Regions from separate parts of the Mus musculus genome. Here region 1 is linked to region 2. The links are chromatin contacts, called in public promoter capture Hi-C maps. All regions are on one chromosome and are shown on one strand. Each heading gives the region's core, a stretch centred on a gene start, on an enhancer-like site or on the middle of the called end of the contact. The rest is flanking DNA. Distances are from core to core; before and after follow the strand shown.

Region 1 (5,496 bases), core at 731-3,230, 540 kb after region 2:
ACACACACACACACACACACACACTGCTGTCTTTCCCTGCTTGAGTCAGGATCTTGATATGTTGCCTAAGTTGCACCACAAGTCCTAAACCATCTTTTATTTTTTAATTTAAAAATGTTGGGGGATGGAGAGATGACTCAGCACTTAAAAATACTGACTGCTCTTCCAAAGGTGCTGAGTTCAAATCCCAGCAACCACATAGTGGCTCACAACCATCCATAATGAGATCTGATGCCCTTTTCTGGTGTGTCTGCAAACAGCTACAGCATAATTATATAATAAATAAATAAATCTTCTTAAGATGTTGTTATTATTTATTTGTGCTTGTATGTGCTCATGCATGCAAGTGCCCATGGACACCACAAGAGGACTTTCTGATGCCCTAAAACTGGAGTTACCTTCAAACATTCAAGCAGTCCTAAGCTGCCAGACATGAGTACTGAGATACCAACTCCCTGAGTGAACAACAACTCCTCAGCACCTCTGCGGATACTGGGCTGTTCCTGAGTAGCATGGACTACAGGTGCATGCTACCATGTCCAGTCTGTATTCATTCTTTAGCCAGAAGTCGGGTTGGCATTAGATCTTCCAGAACCTGTTCACCTTGCAGGTAGGTGATACAATCAAGTTTGAAAACTTACAAGGTCAAAGACCAGGTCACTCTGCCTTTCCACTTTTACCCATCAGCGCGCAGGTGCACATGTCACCCAGGTTCTTTCCATCTTTCAGAAAGTTGAATGGACAGACAGCCCCCTCCCTTCAGTGCTAACATACTGTGCTGAGTCTATTTACACATTCCTGGGCGAAAAGCAGCTGACTATTATTGTTCATCCACGTTGTGCCTGGCCTTAATATGTAAACTCATCAAAGCTTCACAGGTTTTATAGATAAGCAAATAGGCTGTTAGCATGCAAGTTTCTTCCTCAAGACTGCACACAGAAATTGTAAATTTAGTCAGCTCTGACTAAAATCTGTCTTCTTCCTATCACAACATCCTTTTGTTGTTGTTTGGTTTTTGGGTTTTTTTTTTCCCCTAAAAGAAAGCGGTTAGCCTCCTTAATCCTGGGGTTCTACCCTTCACCACCCACCCAGTTCACCTCTTATCCCAGGTCCAAGCATATCTTTTATCTTCCAAGATAAGGACTGGCGTGTCTTTCTCTTCTGAAGCAATCCTGAATTTAGTTCTCTGTCTACTAACAGTCCACTGCATATTCCTGCCACTGCATCTTCTCGAAACTCATCATCTTTTGATCCAGTCTAACGCTACCATCTCTTAAATAATAATACGATTTGCATAGCTGTCCTTCTCCACAATCCAGTGAGAAGGGCAAAAAGTGTGTAGGGGAGGAGGGCGTCCCATTTCATGAGAAAGACACCTCTCCAAGGTCATTGAATGAAAACAAAAAATCGGGACCAAAAGCCCGGATTGGACTCTTGGTCCTTGGCTCATCCTACCACGCCTCACAGGCAGTCACGATGCTGCCACAACCCCCGCGCCTGAGATGTCACAGCGGTAGTCCGCCCGCCCACAGCTCACTGCCCTCCCACTCCCACCGGTACCAGACCTCCCAGCGTCCTGTCGACTTCCCGACTCCTCTCTTCACCAGAACCCTCTCCCACCGACCTCCCTACATCGCTGCCACCTCTATTCAGGAGCCCCTCTCTAGTCGCAAGTAGCCTTCTCAGACCCAGCAGCGTCCCGCCGCTTCGCCACCTCAGGCCCCTCCTCCTGTCAGTACGCAGGGTTACCTTCTCCAAGGATGCTGGTCTCTGCACAGCCAGGGAGCGGGCCAGTGAAAGTACTGTGTTGAAATAAAAGCCTCGAGAGGTGCTGGAGCCAGAGCTGGACCCCGAGCCGCCGCCGCCGCCGCCGCCGCCACCGCCGCCTCCTCCCCGGGCCCCAGCAGCCGCCATCACAGCGCACGCCCCGGCGCAGGCGGCTGGGTTCACAGCTCTGGGCTCGCCACCACCGGTCCTTACTGCGCAGGCGCAGAGGCGGCCGACTTCCCGGCCACCTGACCACCTGACTCCTCCCCTCTCCCCTCCCCCGCACTGGGTGGGGCCTGGTCCCCCTCTGCCGCTCCGCCGCCGGGTTGGCTCTGGAGGCGGGGCTCTAGCGCAGTGCTGGCGGAAGTAGTGCGCGCGGCGTCCACAGTGAATCCGCCCGCCGGCGCTGGGCTATCGACTCCTCGCTCAGCAACCCCTCCTGCTTCCTAGGTGCAGGCCGTCTCCCGCACCATGTCTGGCTATCCTAAAAGCTATAATCCTTTCGACGATGACGTGGAAGAGGAAGACACCCGGCCCGCGCCGTGGAAGGACGTCCGCGACCTGCCTGACGGCCCCGACGCGCCCATTGACAGGCAGCAGTACCTGAGACAGGAGGTGTTGCGCAGGGCCGAGGCTACCGCTGCCAGTACCAGCAGGTCCTTGTCTCTCATGTATGAATCGGAGAAGATCGGAGTCGCCTCTTCCGAGGTGAGCCTGGGGCAGAACTGAGCTAAACCGGCCAATCAATGCGTTATAAAAACGGGATGAAGAAATATTTTGTTTACGATCTTTTGGTATTTTTCTAATTGCCTACCGTAAGTTCATGGACATAGTGTAAAGAATTATGTATCAGGATCACCTGATGTTTACCTCTGGAAGCTTCCTTATCTATTATTCTGCGAGGTTAATTTCTCCCTCGCTGCCCTGCCCTCATGTCTAGTTAAAAAGTAAACTCCAAATAATGTTCTGTGTGAGAGTAAAAATGCCAAAGTGCGGCCTGTATTTGGGAAGTAGTGTCTGTTTCATTTACATATAACTTGTTAGGCAGAAGCCTCAAGCTGTTCCTCTCTAGTGGCCCAGTTAAAGTGTGAACTGTGTATGCTTCAAGTGCCAGGTGGTGCCTGAAGTACTGACGCAAAGGGAGCCTGTGTTCTTCTTCTCACATCCTTGACCACTTTTCACCTTTCTAATGGGAATATTTAAGTCCCCTCGCCTGGGCTCCTGCTCAGGAAACCAGATCCTGAATTGAGTCGACTCTTACCTTTGTAGACCGTGTGTTATTGTGACAGCTCTTTCCATCCATAGAAAATTTCAGCAACTAGGAACTTTGCTTTCCTTTAATTTACCTGTATTTGCATATGCACAGTTTAAGGGTGTCCCCTGAAGCCGGAAGAGGGCACCAGGGAATCCCTTGGAGCTGGAGTTGACAGATGGGTGCTGGGAACAGAAATGGTCTTCTGAAACTTCTTTAAGACCTTTTCTTTTTGAGGAGTTCGGCTTGGTGGACAGCCTACCAATGAAGCCCAGGCTGGTCTGGAACTTAGAATTCTTGGTCTCAATCTTTCTGATACTGGGATTTCAGGCATGTACCATCTTCTCCAGCATAAAATAAAGATTATTCCAAGACACCAGATTGCCCCTAAGTCTACTGGCAAAATAGTTGTTTTGGCAGAAGAAGAAATTACTGATATATCAGCCAAGAATAATCTTAAGTATTTTACAGTTTTGAAATGTAATAGTTGAAACAAAATACTGTCTTTCTTTACCAGTCTTCATCTCTGATCTTTGGCAAGTGTTCTCCTCTGGGACTTGGACAGATCTCTGTTGTTTTCTATTGCCACTGTTTGGTATTTTACCTTCTCCTACCTTCCCTGTTGTTGTCTCCCTGACGGCTAATGTATGTTCTGCCTCTAGGAAGTTGTGCTTCTGTGTACTGGATTCTTAATGTTCCACTCCAGATCAATTGGAGTCCTACAGGTCTTGGTGAACAGGTCACTTTGTATTGAGATAAGTGATAAGTTCTCACAATGTAGCCCATAGTAATCCAGATTGGCCTCGAACTCAAGATCCTCTTTCTTCAGCCTCCAGAGGGCTGAGGTCATAGACATTCACCAGATGCCAATGCAGGTAGGTCCTCTTGAAGAACAGAAAGCACTCTGACCTGCTGAGCCATCTCTCCAGCCCCAAAAGAGAACCTATTTTTTTTCTCTCAATCGTATCAATATGTAATTCTGACTGTTCTCCAACTTTATGTAGACTAGGCTAACCTTAAACTCAGCCTGGGAGTGCCGAGGTTCAAGCCACCACACCAAGCACTTTTATTCTTTTTTAACTTTAAAGTGAGGTGTTCTTTACATATTGGCCTGTATATTATTTAGTAGTATTGAAGGTTCTTTCATAGTTAAATACAATGAGGGGTGGTTTGGAGCCGGGGAATAGGCTAATGGTCATATTATATGCCATTAGATGGATGACCTGTTTATGCAGCAAGCCTCCTAATAATGAATATCATAATATTTGCTTCCTACATGAACATCACCACCTGGCCAAAGCCACTCCCCTTCCTAGGATACTCTGCCCCTCCTAGAGCAGTATAGCATACTACAATGATCTTCTCTGGAGCCTGATTTCTCAGTTCAGCAGAGCCCAGCAACGAACAGTAGACTAGGGTTTCAATTGACTTTGCACCAACACAGTGGAAAGGAACTGATGTTTGGTAATACTGACACATAACGTGCTCAGCTGCCTTGCCTAGCACACGCTCCTCGGAGGCCTACTCATCCTTACATCTTTCCAGTGTCTGCCACTGAAGCCACACTGGGCATTCAGTTCAGAGAGGTCAGAGAGACAGACGGCATCCCTCATAACCTGGAGGAGTGGCAAGGCAAACTCCTCAGGTTTTCCCCAGTTCGAGTGACTAAATCCATTGCCATAGATGTACTCTTGTTTTCTAGAAAGCTGGTGGGAGCAGCATTCCCAGTAAGGGCTTCCCAACCAGACCTGCTCCTCCAGAGTTGTTCATGGTGACTCTAATGCGTCCAATTTCTGTTTCTGAATGCACTCCACATCAGGGCAATCTCTGGCTCACACAGAACCCAGCAAGCTCCATGTTTACTTGGCTATCCAAGCTAGAATCTGTTAGTGTGAGTGTGTATTACCTTGAAAGAGATAATGAGAAATTTCGTTCTCTCTCTGTTTCTCTCTCTCTCTCTTTCTCTCTTTCTTTCTTTCTTTCTTCCTTTCTTATTTTTTCCTCTCTTTTCCTTTGTGAAATAGTATTTGCCCAGGCTCACCTCCATCTTGCTGATCCTCCTGAGTTCAGCTCTGGAGTACTGGGATCCCATGTCTGTGCTACCCCACTGCTTAATCCCCAGTCTAAGATAATTAATTTCAGAGTTCTGAGTTTAGTGCGCTGACCCCAGATTGACATCCATGTACTTATCAGTTCATAGCTAAGTTTAATTTCAAACTCATTATGAGGCCTACCTGATGTTCCAGGATGCCTTAGTTGTAGATTGCATTGTGATCTGTGGGGCTCCACATCATTTGCTGGGTATTTCCTGCTGGGTCTCATGGGTCCTACCCACACCCTTCTGTGCTTGACACACAGTTCCACTTCCCTTCAGTTACTCCAGCTGCCTAGACTAGCTGCTCTCTTCAACTGAGGCATTTACCCCACCCACCCTTGGGACTCCCTGTTATATATATACTCCTTAAACCAGGCCAAAA
Region 2 (5,405 bases), core at 1,340-3,839:
CAAAGTAGAGGCCCAGGGATGGCATTTGCTGGGCTCCTTTGCTCGGTAACTGTGGAGATGACAACAGGAGACCCCATCCTTTGCAAGAAGGTCCCCCTCCAAGATGCTTTTATCATCCATTTGCCCCGTGATCATAACAATAGGGTTCAGACAAATGTTCTGCCTCAGAGATGGGTACCTGGCCAAACTGAGCATGACCTTTGACCTAGCCAGCTCTTAAACTTGTTCTGAGATCACAAACCAGCCAGACCAAATTCAGTAAAAACAGCTTTAATTCTACAATCCAGCCTCCAATGGGGGCTCATAGCAACACCGCAGAACAAGGAAAAGCTGCATAATTCCATCTTCTAGGCTCTGCAAAACCTCACGTTCTACCCCTCCTTCCCATACCAGACTAGCCGAGCAAAGCAAACTCTGTCTTCAGTTCAGGGTCTGAATGTCTCCAGAGCCTAAGATCCCAAATCTGTATACGACTTTTCTCCTTCCCACTCCCTCTCCATCCTCTTCTTTTCCTGGCTCCGGAGCCCCACGGCACAGTAATACACAGCCTCGTCCTCAGGCTGCAGTTCAGAGATGCTCAGATACCCCAGGTTCCTGGTCGTATCTTTGGACCCGGAGAAGCGAGGTGGGATATCGGGACCCTGGTGCTTGTCTGAGTGTGAGAAGTATCTCAGCAGGAACCTGGGAGGGTGGCCCGGCCTCTGCTGGTACCAGTAAATGCTGTAAATGCCAATGTTATGGTCGTTGCTCAGGGTACAGGAGAGGCGGATGGTGGCTCCAAGGGAAGAAGATGCTAATGGTGGCTGATGCACCATGGGCTGAGGGCCACAACCTGAGAAGATAGAAGCATGTCCATCACTGGGGCAGAGCAAGGCCATAGGAGGAGCAAAGAAGCCCTGGGCCCCAAGAGTTTCCTTACCTGTGAGATAGGCCAGCAGCATGAGCAGGACAGACGTCCAGGCCATGGCTCCAGACCTGCAGCACCCTGCCCCCTACAGCCACTGCTCCTGGGCCCTGACCAGCTGGGAAGCACTCTCCTCCCTGCTTTGGGGAGAGGGTCACTGCACCCCTGGTTCCTGCTCACCACCCTCCCAGGCTTTCTGGGCTCTGTGACTCTGTCACTTACCAGAATGGTCTAATGGAAGCCTTTGTGGCTCTGGGTTTGACCCAGGGAAGCATTCTGGGAGGAAGCACCTGCTGGAACGTCATGGGCCAGAACCCAGGACTGCGGGCTTGTCTCCCTGAGGGAGAGTGACCTCAACTCCCCTTGAGAGGCTGAGCCCCAAATAAGCAGATCTGTAGTTCACTTTAAATGCCTGGTAAAGGGGACAAGAGTTTTCTCCTTAAACCTAAGCCTCATATCAGACCCCAAATATGTGTGGGAGCAGTCACTGGGCCTCTTTAGATGTTCCTCTACCATATGTGAGCACACTAAATAAATCTCCTTCCTCTGCTTTTTAGTATTATCTCTTTTAATTACATTTTTATTTTCATTTCTTTTGTGTTCACATGGCCAGCTTGGCAGCCACTGTCTGCCTGCTGAGCCATCTTATAGGTTTCTTACTTGTCTCGTTGACAAGTTGGGGCTGTCATAGCCAGTCTTGGTAACAAAAGGATGGCTTAAAAACATAAGTTTGAGGCCAGCCTGGGTCCACAGTGAGTTCCAGTGAGTTCCAGGATGGCCTTGGCTACATAATGAGACAATCTGAATATATACATACATATATATATATATATATTTTTTTTTTTTTTTAAGACAGGATCCCACTATTTTGCTCTGGCTGGCTATTCTGGAACTCAATGTGCAGATGAGGCTGGCCTCGAACTCACTGAAATCTGCCTTTCTCTGCCTCCCAAGTGCCGAGATCAAAGTTGTGAGCCACCATACCAGGCTATTAAAAAACGGTATGCTAATAAAGTCATCAAAACTATTTTAAAACTTCCATAATTCTAATACTCTAAAAAAATTACATATTATCTTCCAGATACATTAACACAAGTAGTGTGGTCTTCAAAATTTTAAAAGGTGCTTTGTTTTGTTTTGTCTTGTATAGCCTATAGTCCCAAGCTGGAATGAAATTCACTATGTAGCCCTGAATGACCTCTAACTCGCTGTCTCAACCTTCTGATTGCTTGATTCCTGGTAAGAGCCACCATCCCGCTCACAGATGTTGCTAACACTGAAAAAGCCTGCTATCTGAAATGTTTAAATTATTTTAATTATTGGGCTGGTTAAGTGGTTAAGGACCTGGGTTCAATTCCCAGTACCCATATGGCAGCTCACAACTATCCCCAGTTCCAGGGAATTTGACACCCCCGCACGGATGTGCATATGCAAGCAAAACACCAATGCATATCAAATAAAAATAAACTTTACATTTTTATTTTAATCATTAATTGCATATTTTCATCAGTTCTCGTAATCATACTGACAATCGTCATTAATGTCTTCTCCGGATGATTTTTTGGAGACACAATGGAGACTTGGGGAGCCCCTGCTGCTCCCAACAGGAAGCAGACAGCAAGGCACCCGGAACTCACCAGCCTCGGAACTTGCAGACACCTTAGTGTCGACATCGGAGGGCAGATGAGGGGACGCCACAGACGGACAGAGCCGGAAGTGAGTTCGTGAGTGGCCACCGGGGAAAGCACAGCCGGAGCGAGAGGCGCAGCGGCACGGCGGGTGAGCAGTGGGATGCTGGCTGCTCGAGGAAGCGGAAGACGCTGGCTTTCCCCAGGCATTTCCGGAATGGTAGCAGCGCTCCGACCCGGGCGGGGGCGTGGGGGAGGGTCCTGCCCTGGCGCGGCTTTTTCGCCATCCAGCCCTCGCCGTGGGGCCTCTGGGCGGCGGTGGAGCCGCGTTTAGTGGGCAGTGGTCGCTTTTCCAACGAGCTCCCCGCGGCCCCGAGGTGAGACGTTTCCCCCTAGTTGAGGGTAGGGAAACCGGCTCAGGGAAGTTGTGCTGCCCACAGAGGCTCAGGCCTGCGGTTTGCGTTCTTATCCGAAGGTTCCACTCGCTGCCTCCCGGAGCCTGCTCTGTCTGGAGACCCAGGCTGTTCTCGGACTTGATCTCTGCAGATTAGGAGAAAACTTGGGTAAACCAATGAGCTAGAGTCGAGGGCCAGCTAGTTATGCATAGGGAAGAACGGATGACCTCTCTTAACCTATTTGGAACCCGGCCTTTGGGAACAGGACTGTGAAAAGCCAGGACGACTTGGATTTGATAGCCAGAGAAAGGGGGGAATTTTCACCGTTCGCCAAGGTCCCTTGTCGCTAGTCTGAATTGTTATGCACTGCGATTTATTCTGGCTTTTTAAACTAGGATGATGAGATGGCTCAGCGCTCTTACAACCAAGGTTCCGACCCCGGGAACTCACGTTGTAAAAAGAGAGAGCTGAATCCCACAATTTGTCTTCTGACCTGTGACCGGCAGCATGTGCGTGCCCATACATATCCACACACAAAATAACTGTTTATTTGTTTGTTTAACTTTAACTCCTATTTTATAGCAATGTTGGTAGACAGAGCTGCAGCATACTAGATACAAAGAAGGAGTTAAGAGACAGGCTTATTTTCCTGGATCTGTAGGTGATTAAAAGTCACTGAAGTGTTAAATTCTTAGATTTCCCATGCTTTGCTGACCCCTTTTGGGGCTCCTCAAGTTAAATCCACTACTACATAATACAAAAAGAAACCTCCATATTTACAGTGCTTTCCAAGGGACACTGATTAGTGAGGTGTGGCAAAGAATGGGCAGGTTGTCTTGCTATTCTCTCTTTGCAATCCACACCTAAATAGCCCTTTGCTTACCTAACTCCAGAATAGGACAAACTATAGTGTCAGAGCCTTGGCAGAAAAGACTTGGTATATCATGTAGGTTTATGTTAAGGAGTCTTATTTAAGTGATCATATATAAAAATTTTGGCTAGACATTTTGGTGTACTCCTGAATTCCCAGCACTCAGGAGTTGAAGATAGGAAGATCAAGGCCGTAGTGGCTATATAGTTAAGAGGCCAGCCTTGGCCACACAAGACGCTGTCTTTGCCCAATACACACACATACACACACACACACACACAGCAAAAGCTTAAGTGAATAGTGTTGTTTCAGAGTCACAAAGTGTGAGTGTGGTGTGTAGGTGATGCTTATAAGCCATCAAGTCCAGGTTTTCTCATTGGTTTTCACTTTGAAATGGAAGATGAGCCTTAATTAGGGAAGTCTTGACATTAATCACAGTTACAAAAGCTCTCTAGAGTAGAATCTGGTCTAGGTAAAGGGAAATGTTCCTGTCAAGGCCCTGGATTGTCTAGTTCTGTACCTTAAAAGAAGAAAAAAAAAATGTTTTAAACAGCTTATTGCTATGTAACTGAGTATAGCCTAAAACTCAAGCTTCCCCTGCCGCATCCAGCCTCGTGAAAGATGCAGTTACAGGTGTATGCCAGCATACTTGGCATTAGAAATCTTTTTTCTTCCTTTGAAATAGTGATAGAGCATTACAAAGTCCCCTTGTGCTGAAGTGCTAAAACTACTTACTTGTTTTGAGTCAAAGCTGAAGATAAATGTATATTCAAAGTGGACGGCAGCTGCATAGCCTGGCAAGTGGACGGCAGCTGAGAGCGAGTTGTGCCTTTCTATTACTGACCTTTACCTGGATATGTGACAGAGTCCGGCTAAGGCAGCGTGTCTGTGTCTGAAGGGACTTGTCAGTCTAGTCAATAATTTGGATCTTAGGTTGTAGAAGAGAAGAAGAGATACAAAATTCCCAAAACTTGGAAACCAGAGAGAAAGAATGCCTAGAAATAGAAGTGTTTGCTGGCAGTAACGTTAGGTGTTGCTGCTGTTGCTACTGCTGCTGCTGTTTTTAATGTGATGAGGTCTCACTGTGTAGCCCTGACTGTCCTGGAACTCACTGTATAGACCAGGCTGCCTTCAAACTCATGCTAAGAGATCTACTTGCCTCCTACCAAACCCAACATAAAGTAAGTTTTTGGTTTGGTTTGGTTTGGTTTTGATTTTAATGATATATAAGCATATTATTAGTTTTACAGGTAAAACTGTTGTCATGTATTCAGAGATTCATTCAATTGTGTTTGCTCACCATCTACTACTTCCCATTAGAGTGAGAAAAAAAAGTCCCTGCTGTCACATAGCTAGCTTATTTTTCAGGAGCTATAAGGTAAGAACCCGATAGGAGTCTATATCAGGCTTAGTAAGTACTACAGGGCAATATAGCAAAAACATTCTTAGAGGCAACAGGATAGAGCACAGGTTCTAGAGCAAACAGGTTCAGGGTCAAATCCATGTCCTACAACTCCAGCTCTAGTGTGACCCATGTTCCCATTATAGAACAATATGATGACAGTGTCTCCATCCCAACCACAGTGGCAGGACTGTCCCAACACCTA

Evidence for each region. Promoter capture Hi-C pulls out the DNA fragments that hold promoters and counts their contacts.
Region 1: a promoter capture Hi-C map of pre-B cells shows a contact between it and region 2, with 3 times the contacts expected there. The contact joins the promoter of Pi4ka here to the promoter of Top3b in region 2. A contact is called at or near these places in 1 of 39 promoter capture datasets (pre-B cells) and 1 of 484 Hi-C or Micro-C datasets (CD4 T cells).

The regions. Positions count from the first base shown.
Region 1 is chr16:17,403,885-17,409,380 of GRCm38.p6, forward strand. It overlaps Pi4ka (phosphatidylinositol 4-kinase alpha), which reads right to left and starts at 1,981. Exons shown (of 55, transcript NM_001373955.1): 1 at 1,750-1,981. The coding sequence starts at 1,914. Snap29 (synaptosomal-associated protein 29) reads left to right here and starts at 2,116. Exons shown (of 5, transcript NM_023348.4): 1 at 2,116-2,475. The coding sequence starts at 2,239.
Region 2 is chr16:16,868,147-16,873,551 of GRCm38.p6, forward strand. It overlaps Top3b (topoisomerase (DNA) III beta), which reads left to right and starts at 2,590. Exons shown (of 18, transcript NM_011624.3): 1 at 2,590-2,909. Vpreb1 (pre-B lymphocyte gene 1) reads right to left here and starts at 1,109. Exons shown (of 2, transcript NM_016982.2): 1 at 920-1,109; 2 at 255-832. The coding sequence starts at 965. The coding sequence ends at 450.